2 separate regions of the Bombyx mori genome follow, and region 1 is linked to region 2. The links are chromatin contacts, called in public Hi-C maps. All regions are on one chromosome and are shown on one strand. The core of a region is the stretch at or near the end of the contact, and the rest is flanking DNA. Distances in the headings are between cores, read along the strand shown. Region 1 overlaps LOC119629350. Region 2 holds the start of LOC119629350.

Region 1 (3,184 bases), core at 613-3,112, 220 kb after region 2:
GATATAGTGGAGTCACTGCATAGTAAAATCATATCGATTAAATTTAATATTATATTGTATGATATAATATTATTCTTACAATATAATATTTTTATTGTATAGTACAATATAATATTGTATAAAATTATTGAACTTTATTGTTCCTTAAAGCTCCATTCTATTGAACTTCTAAATTGTTCTTTACACAGAACAGCGCTGAAAGTATCATTAGTTCAGTGCTTAGTATAATGTAAGCCTATCTAGCTATTGTTTTTCGTTATCAAATAAATATTTTGAATTTTCGTGTATTGTATTTTACATAGTACGTAACTGATATTGAAAAAGAGCAAAACCCGAGTTTGTTGCCGATTCTTTTCAGCGGTAAAGTCATGGCGATTTAAATGTGCCTGTAAATGAATTGATTTTGATCAACGATTTGTAAAATCAACGTTTTTAAAATCCTCTTAAATTCTTTAATCACTAATAAAATTGGAGCAATTTTGGAACACTGTAATTTTCGTAATTTTAATGATCAGTTTCTAAAATTTGAATATTTTATGTAAGTCGCCATGCAGTGACGTCAGACTTTGATCGTAGGTGCTAGCAATTCTGGGTTGCGAGTCCCCTAAAATGTGTTCTTTGTATTCATTGTTCATTTGTATGTGTCTTTCTCATTAAATCCGAATTTTCTTAGAACTTTCCTTCTTATGCCGTGCCGAATGTTCTAGAGTATTTTATTTCAGAGCTTTGTCGTAGTACTGCACGCCTTTCGATTATTTTTTTTTCGTTGAAATGGGATAGCAACCCATTGTTACGCTGCAAACACAACGATTAAGATGAATAGACGTATTTTATTATATTTCAGATCCAGATGCAAAACATACACATGCTGTGAATTAAAATATAAAGATGCCAATTACAATGTGTGTTTGCAGTTTCCTCTGTGTGGCGATATTGTCAACGGCGATTTCAAACAAGTCCTTTGATTGCAGGCTAGAAGACGAGTGGGTGCCGGAGAAGGACGTCGAGAGGATAAAGCGCGTCGAGATCTCCCAGCTGCCGGTTCACACGAAGGTGATGCTGTACGAACAGTTCTGCTCGTCGTACAAGAAGGCGACGTCTCCCCCTCCCCCTCCCCGGACGCCCGCGCGCCGCCCGCTGCCGCCCGCCCCTCCCCTCCCCTCGCGCACGCTCCCCGCCAGACACTGCACCTCCTCGCGCCTCCTCAACAACCTCATCGCGAAGCAGAGAAGGAACGCCGAGATGCGGAACGAATGCAGCGCCACCAACCTTCCCATGCTGTACAAAGAAGAAGAGAAGGAGAAAGTCGAAGTGACCGGCGCGAAGAAACGGAAGCTCGGCCGGCGGTACGGCGGGAACGCCTTCTGGCCGAGCGGACGATAATCCACGACTCGCGTCGCCCGGACTCTAGGTTCGAATTGTTAGTGAGCGACGCGGAGGATCGATGTTCATCGTTTAGTTAATATTATTTGGTACGTAAGACGCTAGAGTTTCGTTTTGTGCAGACCGTACCTCTGCACGTGTGTCGGTAGGACGCTGGACGCGGACTCTGCGTCGCTCGCTCCACAGCTAGTTAGGTAGTACTAATGTAGACCGCGCGCCGGGCGGACCACGCGTCCCCGTAGGAAAATTATCGCCAAAGATTGTTCGAGAACCCGTAGAGGTACGTAAGCTGCTCGCGCGGAGCAGACGTAAATTATTCACAAGACTGATGCTTACTTTTTTATATTGATATTTGAACGGTTCAAGGTTCGAGCCTTAGCGCCGCGACGAGGGCGCCGCGATCAAACGTGTGTACATAGTTAGTTGGAAACGTACGGACGGGTGCAGGCCCGTTGTACATAGACGATGTAGTGGTCCGCGCCCCGCCCGGGGAGTGGCCAGGTAGTCTGAATATATAGGTTAGCTTAAGTAAGTGACGACCAGCGATACGAATCACTGCCAGATTTGTAAATAGTTTTAGTGTTAATGTAAAGGTAATTATTAATTTGGCTTTCTATTACTTGCGTTGTGTTCGGCGCGATGGTTGAGGTGACTCGTCAGCCCCGCTTGAGGTGCCAAGTTTAGATGTCCATCGTCGTGGTCACGAACGCTCAGCGACGAAGTCGTTTCGGTTGTAAGCGCGCGTATTCATGGTTCACCAAGTGCCTGACTGAGCACATGTCGATAGTTACGTGTTCATTGCGCGTCGAGACCCGCACGCCGGATTCGATTATGTTTCATTGTAAACGTTGTATAACCCGTCTTAATATTCCGGAAAGTTTATTTAAAATATTTTGGTGACGTTTTCTGTCTGTGTGTAAATTTTATTTCATGTAATGACGAAACCGCCTCGGAGCTGTGTTTAGTGACGTCCATAGTTCTCGCGCGTTTCCGCTGAGTCGACTGACTAATTTTTCCTCACGATCCGAAAGTGTTCACAGAATCCGATAGTTTTAAAGTAACGTAGAACTTAGATGTAGTCGTCGACTTGGCACAGAGCGCCGGGGGAGCTCGATACGACAATAAATGTTTAATTTTAATAGTCGATGTTCGCGTTCGACTCTGTGGAAACGCGCACGGAGCCTCGGGATTATGTACCGTTAGCAATAACAAATATTTGTGATAAGCGAAATTAATTAATTTACACGTGTTGACCGGTTCGATTCTGCGCACAAACATTATATTAATCGTCATAAGTTTATTATACACAGCGGCGTACAAAAATATAGATTTTGTAATTTTTCGTAACGAATGTCACGGAGACATCTAATTGTTTGTATGTCTATGGTCTAATGGTTAAAACGATTTTGATATTCGATTTGTTTTGTAGTTGTTTTAAAGAAATAGTGTTGTAGCGAAATCCATGGAGAAGTTTATCGATGTACGATTCCCGAAAACCGATAGGTGGCGCTGCTGATTGGAAAATGTTTACATTGCGCGCTCAACGATTGCGAAGTAACTTGAACGGAAATTGTTTAGAATTGAAGTAAAAAACTGGGGCTCAGAAACAATTAGTTTGAATTTGTTCTAATGATCGAATTTTCAGAAAGAAGAGACATTGCAACGCAAAATCGATTACCTTGTTAGTTTAGGCCTTGATGACCTTCAGGTCTTTAGGGTCTCTGATTTTCTTCCCGGTCAGAGTCGATATCATTGTTAGATTCGGTCTCCGTAACACAAGAGAAAATTCTGGCCTTGGGGC
Region 2 (3,384 bases), core at 576-3,075:
AACCAAGGTAAACACTAGATCGCTGAAGTTTTTAAGATGCTTTTTTTTTCGTGTTCATTTCACGTGTAAATTTTTGTTTAATTATTTTTTGGCTTCATTTTTTTTAAAAATAATGTTAATAAAAATATTAAAAAAAAACTGAAAAATATGAACCCACTTAATGGCTACTTACTTATTTTCATTGCAGGATTATTTTAGTTACATACTTAACGACAAAAATAGTAATTTTTAATTGTAAATTTTACAACCACTTTATCTTTATTGGCCCCCTACAATTTAATATGAACAGTATGAAGATAATAATTATACAATTATCTTTTAATTAATTAAGCCAGTCAAAAGGATCACTTAAAATCCGTAAAAAATTTTACGTAGGTAAATAAAATATTTACTTCGAACTCACATTTATTACACACATTATGTTCCTAATAGATGTGATTAACATAATTAATAGCATAATGAAAAGTTGAATAGTCTAGTTTCTTAATAAAACCAACCATTTTTTTATATCTAGGTATGTATTTTGCGTTTGTAATGTCTTCGCCTCAAAAAGTTAAATTAATTCTAAACCATAGAGTTAATAAGTACCTACAAAAATATACTAACTCTATGTTCTAAACATAAACATGAAAACATTTTTTTAAATGGTGTACTGTGACATTTTATAACAACTTATTTTTGCTAGGTATGCTTCTGACCAAACATACACTAGACTTTTACGTTTCCCAATTGAAATTCTAGGCCGTATCCCATCTTATACATATGTATTTTATTATTATACTTCTCGTCACGTACGCACGGAGGAGAGAGGCCCAGAGCGTGAAAGAGACACTACCAGGTTTTGACATTTAATGATTTGAGACTGAGTTTAGGCTGTATGTATAGTTTTGTCATAATCCTCAAAATCATTTAAGGGATTTTTTTTATTTTGGCATTTATGTAGGTAGTTGCTGAGAAAACTATCAAAACTATCAACATTCGATACCACGTGATTAAAATAAAAATAAAATTTTAGAAGTTGCAGTTACGCACTGTAAAAAAACATTTTTATAAAATTTGTAGGGAGGCAAGCATACGGTCTATCTGATCGTAAGTGGTCGCCGTCGCTCATGGACGTCAACAATGCCATCGTCCCAAGAAAAATTAGGCAAATCAATACTCTATAGAATGGGGGATGTGTATTAAATAATAGTAGGGTATTAATTCTATTTGATGTGTGCTTAAACAAGTATTCAAAAGATCAATACTAGAACTCTTAGTTACCGACATTTGGAAACAAGTAGTTATAAAATTTTATTTAATTAACACATTCGGAAACAAGTAGTTTTCAAATTTTATTTAATTAACTATACATATTTAGATAAGTATGTTTAACCTCTGTACGTAGGTCATGCAGCCTATTAACTTAAAATCCATGTTCCAGTCATATTAATTAGAGTCCGTGAAACGTAAAGTTTCCGTGGAGAATGTAACTGATCAGTGATCATTAATTTCGGTACACTTGTTTCGAGTGACCAGTGGTACCTATGTGTGCGCTAGTTCAGCGTCAATGTGTGCATGTAGCTCATTATGCTGCATTATTTGTTGCGTTAGGGCTGGGATGGGCCCGTCCCTTCGACGCGAGTCCTACGCTCCCTTCCGAGCGCTTATTTGAGTAGGCTCGTGCGTTGCGTAACACGCGGCCAATGACAGCGGCCCTGCATTTGCACGGGGCGGAGTCGTTACGTCACCGTGATCTGCCCCCGCGGTCGCGCAGTCGCTGTGACGTCACCGGCCCGCCTGCTTCCCGCGCTCCCCTCGCGACTACAGCGCGACGACCGATAGCGGCTTCGTACCGAAGCTCGCGACAAAACACTCGCGCGCTCAAAGATGGCGGATGGGTCGCCTGAGGATCGCGCCGGTCTTAAACAAATGAACAATTTAACTTTTACCGCGACCGATAAAGGACACCGTGACTCAAAAAAGTGTAGTGACATTGTGTTCGACGACGAGAGCGTTAAGTTATCATACTTTAAAAAACGAAAAACGAGTGAATCGTGTGATAAAAGTGATAGACACGGCGTGGCTGAGGATGGTACGACTGTTGTTACCGATTACCGAAAACCGTCCGATGAAAGCGAAGTTGATGACAGGAAGAAGAGATGCATCGACAGATACGACAGCTCGGAATCTTCTGACAGGTGAGTCAATACCACTTTCTGTTATAAGAATACCTAGGTCACCCTAGGTGGCGCGTGATTGTTTGCAAGTGTGCTGTTACAAAGAGTCAATGCTCTAGTGACCGGAGGCTGTTTAATTTCGATGTCATGGTCATCGCGAAAAAATGGAGTTGCTAAGGCGTCTCTGTGCGGTTGAATGCCCTCCGACAAATGGCGAATAGTACGGTGATACGTTTGTGAAGCGAGCGCGGTTTGAATCGTTTAGATAATCGAGCGGGACCGTCGTAAAATTATTTGGTATTCTTTAGATATACCTACTTGATGCGTGAGATAACTTTACACGTTATATGACGGTCAGCTACGACATTTGCGTAACACACTCCACAACAGTCGCTAAATACCTAGCCGCTAAAAATCTAACCTTGGCTTTTAATTAGCGACTAGACGGCAGATAATACTAATAATAAACATGCCTGTAGACTTCACTCATTACTTGTTTATATATTTGCGTATTATTTAACAAGCGTACAAGTTCAAGAACTATTTCTCACGTTTCAAATGCCAAGGCAACTGACAATACGAAAGTGAAACTAATTAGAAAAACACTTGGAATAAGACCAAGAAATATAAAGTAAGTTGCTATATTCCTAATGCTGAACAGCCTACGTCAGAAAAGATATTGAACTTGACTCGGTTTTAATATCAGGCTGAATGTTGGTCATTATCAAAATGCGGCACAAACTATGTGGCAAGATATGATAAAAAATTTAATCTCTTTGTCTTTCCACATGTTCAGATGATATCAAGGGCTTAGTGCTTACGCAAATTTGAAGGTTATTAGATAACAAAACAGCAGAGTAAAATTTTCTGTTTTGAACATTAGAGTTTACGATAAAATTGTATATAATTACTAATTGAAATACACATTCTCACACATTAATTGAGTATCAAAGGTATCAGACAGGAAGTATGATACCATGTTATTTCCTCACTGATTGTTGGTTTATTTCAACATTTCAGAACATAGAAAATGTAGTCTATCACAGTAACTATGAATAAAAAACGTTAAGAGATCTTTAAAAATGCTTATAAATGCATATAAGATAATCAATTTAAGACAGAATCATGAAATTAGATGAAAATATATTTTTGTCTGTTAATGGGAATACATAGGAAAGATCTCAGTCTACTTCAAGTACAGTTTCTGTCCTTGATAACAGTAACT

Evidence for each region. Hi-C and Micro-C count contacts between places; a contact is called where the count stands out from the background.
Region 1: a Hi-C map of whole pupa shows a contact between it and region 2, with 2.4 times the contacts expected there. The contact joins the enhancer-like site here to the promoter of LOC119629350 in region 2. A contact is called at or near these places in 4 of 7 Hi-C or Micro-C datasets (midgut and whole pupa).

Annotation. Positions count from the first base shown.
Region 1 is chr13:2,905,664-2,908,847 of ASM3026992v2, forward strand. LOC119629350 reads left to right here. Exons shown (of 6, transcript XM_038014888.2): 6 at 972-3,184. The coding sequence ends at 1,383. Among protein-coding and RNA genes, the nearest start is that of LOC110385519, 32 kb to the right of the region's middle. Within about 2 kb of position 1,863, at least 6 of the 8 cell types and tissues checked have open chromatin away from gene starts, as enhancers often do.
Region 2 is chr13:2,685,103-2,688,486 of ASM3026992v2, forward strand. It overlaps LOC119629350, which reads left to right and starts at 1,826. Exons shown (of 6, transcript XM_038014888.2): 1 at 1,826-2,180. The coding sequence starts at 1,870.